Linked DNA regions of Gossypium hirsutum: regions 1 and 2 are each linked to region 3. Evidence: chromatin contacts called from public Hi-C data. All regions are on one chromosome and are shown on one strand. Each heading gives the region's core, a stretch centred on a gene start, on an enhancer-like site or on the middle of the called end of the contact. The rest is flanking DNA. Distances are from core to core; before and after follow the strand shown. Region 1 holds the start of LOC107899396 (DNA-3-methyladenine glycosylase). Region 2 has its middle 25 kb from the start of LOC121216154. Region 3 holds the start of LOC107898302.

Evidence for each region. Hi-C and Micro-C count contacts between places; a contact is called where the count stands out from the background.
Region 1: a contact with region 3 is called in a Hi-C map of leaf, with 2.6 times the contacts expected there. The contact joins the promoter of LOC107899396 here to the promoter of LOC107898302 in region 3. A contact is called at or near these places in 5 of 34 Hi-C or Micro-C datasets (anther, callus, leaf and 1 more).
Region 2: a contact with region 3 is called in a Hi-C map of leaf, with 2.3 times the contacts expected there. The contact joins the enhancer-like site here to the promoter of LOC107898302 in region 3. A contact is called at or near these places in 2 of 34 Hi-C or Micro-C datasets (callus and leaf).

The regions. Positions count from the first base shown.
Region 1 is chrD04:23,389,060-23,392,716 of Gossypium_hirsutum_v2.1, forward strand. It overlaps LOC107899396 (DNA-3-methyladenine glycosylase), which reads right to left and starts at 2,198. Exons shown (of 6, transcript XM_041091263.1): 1 at 1,871-2,198; 2 at 1,511-1,582; 3 at 1,239-1,362; 4 at 817-887. The coding sequence starts at 2,164.
Region 2 is chrD04:24,631,672-24,635,289 of Gossypium_hirsutum_v2.1, forward strand. No RefSeq gene overlaps it. Among protein-coding and RNA genes, the nearest start is that of LOC121216154, 25 kb to the right of the region's middle. Within about 2 kb of position 1,755, at least 6 of the 9 cell types and tissues checked have an H3K27ac peak or open chromatin away from gene starts, as enhancers often do. A contact at or near this core is called in leaf, where this site is marked.
Region 3 is chrD04:23,950,827-23,954,291 of Gossypium_hirsutum_v2.1, forward strand. It overlaps LOC107898302, which reads right to left and starts at 1,427. Exons shown (of 4, transcript XM_041091276.1): 1 at 739-1,427; 2 at 559-621.

The sequences.
Region 1 (3,657 bases), core at 948-3,447, 560 kb before region 3:
ATGAAAGACCTGAAGAACTTTAATACACCAAGGTTTCAATCCAAACAAAAAACTTTATTGTCTGATTATACATTAATGTTAAGCTCATATAATTTCTTTCTAAGTGTCATCCAATGCTTCCACATTTTATCAGCTAGAATATGACCTAAAACTTTTTCTTTTCCACATAAATGACTTGGAAGCTTAAAAGTAAAAAGATAAGTGAAAGTTAATACTTCAAGAAAGTGTAACAAAAAAAGAGGCAGACGAAAAGAAAACAAAGTGTGAAGTACATATGCACATGTGTGGGCAGAAATGACCCGACCGTTTGCATGCAGGGTTGGCCGTATACATGGTACATTTTTTCAGTTCTTTTTTGAAGCCATTAAAGGCTTGGAATTTTGGCATCATTCCAAACTGTTAGATTCACTTTAAACCTTCTTAGTAGCAAATCCAATGCTGAGTTTGAATGTTTGATAAATGAAAAATCTGAACTCATTTCATCACTTTCTTTTCTTTCGTTTTGGATAATTTTCATCATCCCCCCTCCCCCTCTCCCAAATTTTGTCATTATAGCTCATCTCACTAATAAGTTCAAATTGCATATAGGTGATGCAATGAATATGTCAAGGTAAAAGAGGATCAAGATTTTATTTGCACTTGAGAAGAATTCTTAATTAATTATCTGAAACCAATATTTAAAAACTGTTTATGCTAATTGAACCAACAAATCCACATTGCATAAAAAGGAACATGAAAATTATCTTCCATTAGCACTTAACAAAGAGAGAGATTATCAAAATAATCCAGAAATAAGAGGAAATAATAAACTCTAACCTTTCCGGGTCCAGTGAGAAGAATAGGCTTTTCAGTTTGCTGACCACGACGCTCCTGGATAGTCTCCAAACCTGCAGCGGGGTTCACATATTGCCTTCAACAAACATTATGTTTTGTTTTCTGACCCAAAGATAGAAAGCATGGAAAGATTCGAGATTTTTGTGAAGGACAAGAAAACTAGAAATGAATATTCCCACAAAAATTCTTAACAGTTACTATATTATGAGATGTTAAAGTAGGCGATTGCAAATAATTGAATAAGGACAATTCAAGGGATTATCAACTACGCATTCACAACAATGAAAGGCTAAATAGGCTACAAAAATAAGAAACATTAGCAATTTAATAGATAACAAACAAAGCAGATGATTATAGAAGTAACAGATACTTAGTTAATACCGGATAATAATATTATAACTTACCACACACCGGAGCGCATGCACGTATTAACACTGCAGCCCCAGCTCCTTCTTTGTCAGCAACAACATTGAGCATCGTATGAAGTCCATAGCAAAGATAAACATAAGCATGCCCTCCAGGACCAAACTACAACAACCACATAGAGGAACTCAATATCTATTATTATTAGTACCAAAATAAACATAAATAGTGTTAAAATCATCAAGGTATTACTGGAGCAATAATCAGATTAGCGAGAACATGTGAAAGATGAAAGCAAAAGGGCTAAACTCACAACAGGGGCTGTTCTTGCAGTGACTCCAAATCTACCATGACAAGCTGAATCATTTGGCCTATAAGCCTCTACCTGTTAAAACATAATGATTCAAATTAGAAAATACATAACAATGGAATTAAAATTAATTGCGGGGGGGGGGGAATGAAACTTTGACCAAACCCAATTAGTAGGTAGCCTTTGTTTTTCTTTGGTTTTCTTCTCAGCAAGCAAATAAATGGGCATTTGAACAAAATTCAACTGCTCAAATTAATGAAAGCCCCAACACCCAAAAAGTACAAATTTCGAACTTCCATTTCGATTTTCCGAAGAACAAAAAGAATTTGGGAAGAAAGTCAGCAAAAATGCACCAAAAATTACCTCAGTGATTTGAAGAACAACATCATCTCTCCTTAAAAACTTGCCAAGCAAATGTGGCGCCAAATCAAGAGCGTCAATTTGAAAGAACTCCGGGGGCAGTATCGTGGTATTGCGAAAACAAGGGAGAGAAACCGGAGAAGATTGCGGCCGAGTTTGTTTACGGCTTGGTTTGGTCCGGGTCCTAACGGTCGCTGCTTTGGAACTCTGACTCCTCCGTCCCTCCAGGCATTGGCTCGACCGAACTGTTTTCCTGGATTTCGAAGCAACTGGTTTAAATTGGGGAGTTGGGTTCATCTGGACCAAAAGTGTAGGAGCTGAAAGAGACGTGAGGACATTGAATTATTTTATATTGGTCAGAATTTGAAGGTTGGGTACTTTTTGGGTAAACGACCCACTCAACTTTTAGAATATTTTCAATTTGATCACCTAAAATTAAATTTTTATAATTTTGTCAGCTAACTTTTAGGGCAGTTTCATTTCAGTCACAAGCTCTAACGGCAGTTAATTGTATATGTTACAACATATTTGCACTTTCATTTTTGTCACCCAACTTTCGAGTCGCTTTAAGTTTAGTAACCCAAAAAAAATATCGTTTTTAAGTATTGATTGGGGTAAATAAAACATCAAGCATTAAAGTGAAATAGTGATAGAAACTAAAATAATACACAATATCAAATTGTACTTGTTTATCCAATTGTCGAAATTCTAAATTTTTTTTTTAAATATTGAAAATTTAAATTTCAAAACATCAAAATAAATTAAATAAATTATTGATTTTTTTATCCCTTGATAATGTCAACTGATTTGTTATTATAATATTGAAATTAATTAATTTAATCACCATCTAAAATTTAAAATTTTATTTTATATTTTCCAAATTATTGTAACGTCCTTAAAACCCCCTTAATCGTAAATAGTGTTAATTCGAGAATATACAACTTAAAATTTTCGAAGCCAATAAAATAAGAATTATTAGTGTTAGTAGAAAAGATAATTGGATACTTGAGGGAATTGAAAAGATTAATATATTGAAAGATATTAATTTAAGGTAGAAACTAAATTGTAAGGTTATAGAAGTGTTAGAATAAAAATGAAAGATTTAATGTGAAAGAACATTGAGTGCAATTATTACAAAAAGAGTAGATGATTGTTTAAATTTTTAATTAAAGAAAGATATGAAAATTTTGTCAGGGCCGTTGGATAACATAGGAAAGAATTAAATCTAAGCCATTGAAAATGGTATGTTATGGAAAGATTTTTTTTAGTTGTCATTCTTTTTATTTCTTTATATATTATTGACATTATATCATATAATTTTATTATTATTAAATTAGTTAGTGACGTGATCTTTGGAATGTTAATTGGACCAAACATCAAGCTGCCCATTTCCATATTATTTAGGACGTATGTTGATTAGACTCCAAGAGGTAGGATGTAAGATATTTCTGATGGTCCAATTAAAATTCCTATTAGGCCTATGATGCGGGCTAGAGCTAAGAGATTCAAAGAACACTTGTAGGTTTGATCCAACACGTTTGGGCTGAATATGACAAGTTCAATCTTTATTTGGCATCTATTAAAGATTCAAGTTCATGCAACATTTTGCACGTGGAATTTTGAAGCTCAATCATCCTTTTTACTTTGTCTTAATTCCACAACTTTTTAAAATCATATTTTTTTGTTTCAATGTGTCTTATTATTTAAGTATTAAATATTGTAATTTTCATTAGTTTTATATCTAATGTGTCCTATTGTGTTTTAAATATGTCTTAGTTTGTTATGTTATT
Region 2 (3,618 bases), core at 505-3,004, 680 kb after region 3:
GAACTAAGTGAGGCATGAAAAAATATGTGAACAGTTGGAATAGAATTTGGCCACCAAGAACAAATATACATGAAAAAGAGGGAATAAATCTTTTTAAAAAATTTGTTTAGTTGTTCCATGTGGTTTCTTCTATTCAGAAAGTAGGTGAAAAATAAAAAAATACAGTAAATTTTTTCGAAGTCTAAAAATTATTAAAAATCAGAAATATATATAAAAAAATTTTCAAAGTCTAAAAGTTATTAAAAATCAGAAAAATATATAAAAAATATATATTTTTATTAACTTATATTTAATAATAATTATTTTAAATTATATTTTATACTATTATATATTATGATTTTAGTAAATTCATATAAGAATATTTAATATTAAGAATTTTATTAAATTATATATTTTTATTAAATTATATTTAATAATAATTATGTTAAATTATATTTTATACTATTATATATTATAATTTTAGTAAATTCATATAAGAATATTTAATATTAAGAATTTTATTAAATCATATATTTTAATTAAAATATATTTAATAATAATTATTTCAAATTATATTTTATAGTATCATATATTATAATTTTAGTAAATTCATATAAGAATATTGATTATTAAGAATTTTATTAAATCATATATTTTAATTAAAATATATTTAATAATAATTATGTTAAATTATATTTTATAGTATCATATATTATGATTTGAGTAAAATAATATAAGAATATTGATTATTAAGAATTTTATTAAATTATATATTTTAATTAAAATATATTTAATAATAATTATGTTAATATATGATTAAATTATTTACTATTGATATTAATAATCTTATTAAAATTTAATAACAATAACAATAATTATTTACCTAAACAAATTTCTGCTAAGGGTATTCTAGTCATTTTAGTTTTTTCCCTTATGCTATTACTCCTCCATTCCATTCAACCAAACACAAGAATACTATTACGCCTCTATTCCATTACAGTGAACCAAACGTGCTATAATGTTTTTCTCAAGCTCATTTTTTGATTATGATATTTTTTCTCGCCCTTTCAAATTTTGGTAGGCTTTCGAGTTTGGACTGGTAAACCGATTCTTGAATAAATCTATTTAAATCTAACTCTTTTTTTTAATATAATGGATTTAAATCTAACTTTTTTAATCATACAATACTTATTATATTTATTATGTAATTTATATATAAAAAATAAATATAAAAAAATTAATGGATAAAAAAAATTAATTGTTTAGTTTAATACTTCAAAATTAATTGGAAAATCAATTTGCCATAACTCAATGTACTATATCGGTACGAGGCAATTTTCAATTATTTTTTTATTTTGTATAAATTAAAAATATTATGATGTATTTAATTTTTATTTCTAATTTAATATTATAATTTTTACTTTTAAAATACAAATTATTTTACCATCAATATAAAATCTGAAAAATGATTTGAGAAAAAAAAACAATTTTTATAAAACAAAAATATTTTACAACTAAAAGAAAACATGATATTTGGTTAAAAAATTATATTTGATATATTGATAGAGAATAATTTTGTACATAATTAATAAATAAAATGATGACATGTTATTAAAAGTATTTTAAAAATATATTAATAATATGTTTTTTTTAGATTAAACAATTGGGATTTATTATTAAAAAGAAAAAAAAACCCACAACCCAATACAAGCTAAAAAGTCAATGACAAAATAAATGGACCGTGAACACTGGCCCAACCCAGCTAAAACCAGGAGTTGCTCTAGAAGCATCTTTTCAGCATCAGCAACAATTAATTAGGCACGACTCCTGAATAAATTTAAGAAAACAACTTTCATAATTACTTATTTTTACAATGTACCAAACGAATTCTCAGCTACCCACCATTCCTCTCAAGGCTCCTCATTTCTCCGATTTGCATGACAACCCACCATATTTCAAATAGATAGGCTCTTCTGTCGATCTTTTTCCACTGTCGTTTCTGCAAAACCAGGTACCTTCCTTCTCATATTCCATTATTCCCCTCGTCTCAGACCTTCTGTAGCAAGTAGATGAGCAACACCATTTTTAGATCGGTGCCCAAATATGAATTTACAAGTCTGAAAACCCTTACTCAACCACTGACAGTCTTTGATGTAGGCATGGATATCTGACTTATCATCAGTCATCCTCTATGTTTTTTTTTTATCACAGATTTTGCCTCCTTCTATCTCCACAGCCATAACTCCCAAATCCACTCCCAGTTGGAGTCCCTGAACACAGGCAAGAGCCTCCGCTGCAAAACAGAAGGTACATTATCATTGAGAACAGTTCTTGCTACCAAAACCATTACATTCGAATCCCTAACCATAAGCCCTGAACAAGACCTATTATCCTTCTTGTTGTATGCTATATCAAAGTTGATTCTAGCAAATGGACTTTTCGGTGGCTTCCAACTCTCATTCCCCAGCAGATTAGCAGGTAAGACTTTTTCCAACCCATCCAGTTCTATAATGTAGCTTCTGACAAAATTAGCAATTTCTAACCCAGATTTCTTTTGCCTTCCATGTATCCACTTGTTCCTTTCTGTCCACAATACCCAAATTGCACATGCAAAGATTTGACTCTGACTAGTATAATTGTTTTCGAAAAACCAGGTAATCCAATCTATAAAACTCGCCTCTTCCACTAATTCTGGCCTAGCACAATTTAATTGTCTCCATGTATCCCTTGTTACAAGACACTCCCTAAACACATGTTCACAGGTCTCCACTCTTACTGCGCATTTTGGACAAACAACCACATTTGTTAGTCTCCTGTATTGTTGATTACATGGAGTACGGATAAAGTTTCTACAACATTTCTAGACTGTAATTTTCAATTTAGAGGGCATGTAATGCATGTATTTTGTCTGGTTTTGTAACTAGTTAGGATCCCCCGATAATTGTAATAGCTTTTTGTAAGCACTACGAACAGAATACACACCCGAGGCCTCACCTTTCCGCACCTTTCTACACCAGATAATCCTCATGAGGAATCCTTGCCAACAGGATTTTTAAAACTCTCTCAACATCAGTCACACAGAAGGTATTTTTGATAAACTCTCCTTTCTATTGTCTTGAATCCTTATCTATAAGATCAACCACCATCATTGCATCTAAAATTTTTCCACTACTTTGAATTTTGTGATCCCCAGTATCAGGCACCCAAGCAGCATCTTTAATTGGAATTTTGTTCCAGTTCCAACTCTCTAGCATATCCTGTCATGGAGACTACCTTTGGTAGCCCAAATGCTCTTCCAGGTATAAGAAGGTTTATTCTCTAACCTTGTGATGGTTGTCGATTTCACCAATATAATTCTACACTTAATTTGCAAACTTGAGCAGTATAGGGAGTAGGACCGATTCTTCAGAGACTGGGTTCACGTAAAATTGTTGCTCTTTCTCGACCAGATTCGCGTCTGGGAAGTTGTCGTGCCCAAGAAATTTGGGGAAGGATAAAAATTGACAACCTGAAATAAACAGAAAAAAAGCGTAAAAAGTAAAAGCTGAAAAAAAACAGTTAAATAAATCTGAAGAAAGATTAATTAAACTTAGCTCAGCTTTAGGCACGGGTTTTTTCTCATCTTTGAACTGATCTTCG
Region 3 (3,465 bases), core at 177-2,676:
GGGGTCTATCACGAATAATTCATATAGCAATGTTAGAGGTGATGGGATTCTTTTAGTTTCGGACTTAATTGATACACATAATGGAGAATGGAGGGAAAGTATTGTAGTTGATACCTTCCTAGAGGAAATGGCGACGAAAATCTTGCATTTTCCCTTATCTAAGAAAGCCCACGAAAACTTGAGGGTTTGGAGTGGTAAGCCCTTGGGGGAGTTCTCAGTCAGAAGTGGCTATAAACTATAACAAAAAGGTACTTTCTTTCCTAATAATGCTCAAATAGAGACCAATATTATAGATTTTTATAAAAAGTTATTGGCACTACATCTTCCCTCCAAGATTAAAATTACAATGTGGAAATTTTCTTGGAATTTTGTTTCCACTTTCGTTAATCTAAGGCTGAGACAAATTCCTGTTGAAGAGCTATGTCCTAACTGTCATGGAGTTGCAAAGAGCACTGACCACATTCTTAGGGAGTGCCCTACATCAACTGAGACCTAGGTTAATTTTGACCTGTTATGGGTTTCTTCAAATTTAGTACGGAATAGTTGGGAGTGGCTAACCTGAGTTTTTAGTAATAATGCCAGTGAACAACGTAGACTGTTTTGTTGTGGAGTGTGGGCAATCTGGATAAACAGAAACAAATTAGTGCATAAGGAGAAAAAATCGTTGGGGAAGGAAATTGCAGATTGGGTATTGGATTATATGAAGGGGTTGGGCGAGATGAAGGAAAAGGAACATACCAAGCATTAAGTCCATGTAAATTGGATTCCCTAGCTTGGAGCCATTGTGAAGATAAATTTTGACGCAGCCTTTGACGGTAGTAATGCTAAATCAGCATCAGGGGTGGTGGTTAGAAATGCCTCAGGGGAGATATTGACCTTGAAAACAACTTTTCATGAGTCTTTTTTGACGGAGTTCGCTATGGAGGCCCTTGCATGTTTTAAAGGCATATTATTGGGGGCTCAGTTGGGTTCGAATCGGTGACAGTTGAGGGTGACTCGATGACAACGATAAAGAAATCCAAGTTAAACACAGCAGACAAACCAGTGATTGGAGCAATCGTTAGAGATATTCGGTAGTGCAAAAGGTTTTTTTCTCATAATAGATTTTTAATATGTTCCCAAAATAGCAAATCATCTCAAACATATGATTTCAACGGAAAGTATGAAGAAGGGAGAGGAAATTTACCATGAAAGAGATGTTTCAGGGTTCGTCAAGGAAGCGTTGGATCGGAGAAGACCAAGGGCACCAGATTGAAGTTTTGACCTCTGTGAAACTCGGTTAGGGAAAGGAACAGGCAGGAGAAATGAAAATGTTATTTTGGAAACCTGCCTTAGGAGATTGCAACCTACAAAAAGCAAGGGATAAGGGCATTTATTTTTTGGGTGGTTGCAAGCTATATCTGATTGGGTTTTGTTTGTTTCTTTTAATTTTTCTGGTTTATTGGTTGGTAGTTTTTTAGGGTATTTTAATTGAGTTTTATGGGTTTGGCCGGTTTTATTTCTATTCGGCCTGGCCTTTTTTGTTTTTTAGTTTGATTTTGGACTATGTATTTGGTTTTTTTATGTTATTAAAGGCCCAGTCTAGTATTTTTTTAGAAAAAAAATCTACACAATTCTTATCACTAAATATTCAATGCAATATAATTTTTACTTTTAAAAAATGTATAACATGAAATATAAAACAATTTTAAATGGAAAACAATCCATTGTCTAGAAATTAATTTTTTTAAAAAAAATTGATTGCACAAAAATAAAAAATATTAACTTTTGGAAAAAAATGATTAAAATTGTAAAAAAAAGAAAGAAAAAGAAAAAATGATTGTTTATAATTTTAAAAAATTAATTATTTTAAGTAAATTAATTAAAGTGAAATTAAATTGAAGAAGATAGTAGATATAAACAACTGTATAATAATTTGTTATCTTTAAAATTTAATGACATGAAACTATTAATTTATTGGTGCCTAAAAACTATACTTTCTAGGATGATCCTAATATAACTTATTCCCTTTATTTTAACCCTTTATAACAAATTTCACTTATAACAACAACAAACATAATTATGAAGTATATATATATTTTTATTAAATTAGTTCTTTTATAAAAACATATTGCCTAAATTTTTTAAGTAAAATTATAACTATTTCATATAAGTAAGCCCATTAATTATAATTTACTAAATAAACATGATATCAATTAAAATATTATTTTAATAAAATATTTATATTTCACATAAAAAAAATATTAATCCCATCTTATTAAATGAAAATAATCTTTAATGAGTGAAGTTAGAGATAACAATTCCCCTTAATAATATTTTTTTAAAGAATTCTAATTAATATGATACACTTTCTAACACTAAATTAATTATCCTTAATAATATTTAACCCTAATTAGTTTTGACTAATTAAATAAAATTAAAAATAATAATAATAATACAAGGTTTATGCTTTCTTCAACTAGATTTATGATTTATAGTAAGCTGCGTTAAAATTTAGAATTTTAAGGAAAGTATTAAAGTAGAATAAGGTCTAAAGGGGTCTAGGATTTTAGAATTTTATAAAAAAAATAGATTAAATTCAGTGTTAAAAATAATAATAAGAGTGAATTTGATGTTTCTTAATATACTTTGTTATTCATGCAATCTAAAAAAATGATGTAGTGTGTATTAGGTGCCTAAATCTGACTTTTTTAGGATCATTCTAGTTAAAGTTAAACTCTAATAAAGATATGAATGACATTTTTAAAAAAGTTAAAAAGAAAAATTCCAAAAGAAATTACCCAATACTTTAGACCCACATGTTAGAAAAAAACTAATGAAATATATATTTTTCAATTATTTCAATAAGCAAAAAATATATTTTCTCACCGGCATAGTGAGTGCCGATATATCTATATCTATATTAAAATGTTTGCCATGGTTTAATACAATCATTTTGCATGCATGATTGGAGATGATGAGAGCAATTTGATTAGTTTTACAAATAATGGGGCTTATTTGATGATTTTAGGCAGATGATGAGAGCAAAAGAAAAGACGGAGGCAGCTCAGCCTGGGCATATATGCATGCAAATTGCAAACCCCTTGATTGAACATGGAAGGATATTTGCATGTTTCTTGCTAGACATAATCATTAAGCGTTTTCCTCCAATACTTTGTTATTTCATTATCATCGTCATCATTTCCTATGTCCCATTTATCTTCCTGGGATGCTGTTTTATGCTGAAAAAGTTAGGGACCAAATTATACCCTAAAAATTCTGCATTTGTAGTGAGAAAATGATGATCCTCATGAACATCCTTCATCATGCATGGACTTGCAATCATTTAACCTTTTATTGGTTAATCAAATTCTTTCTTAATGCGATTTTCAGACCATGAATGCTCCATTTATTATGTTCATCTTTATCATCATCGATCATCATCATCTCGGCATCGTATTCTACCACTACTCTTCCTTGAAATAT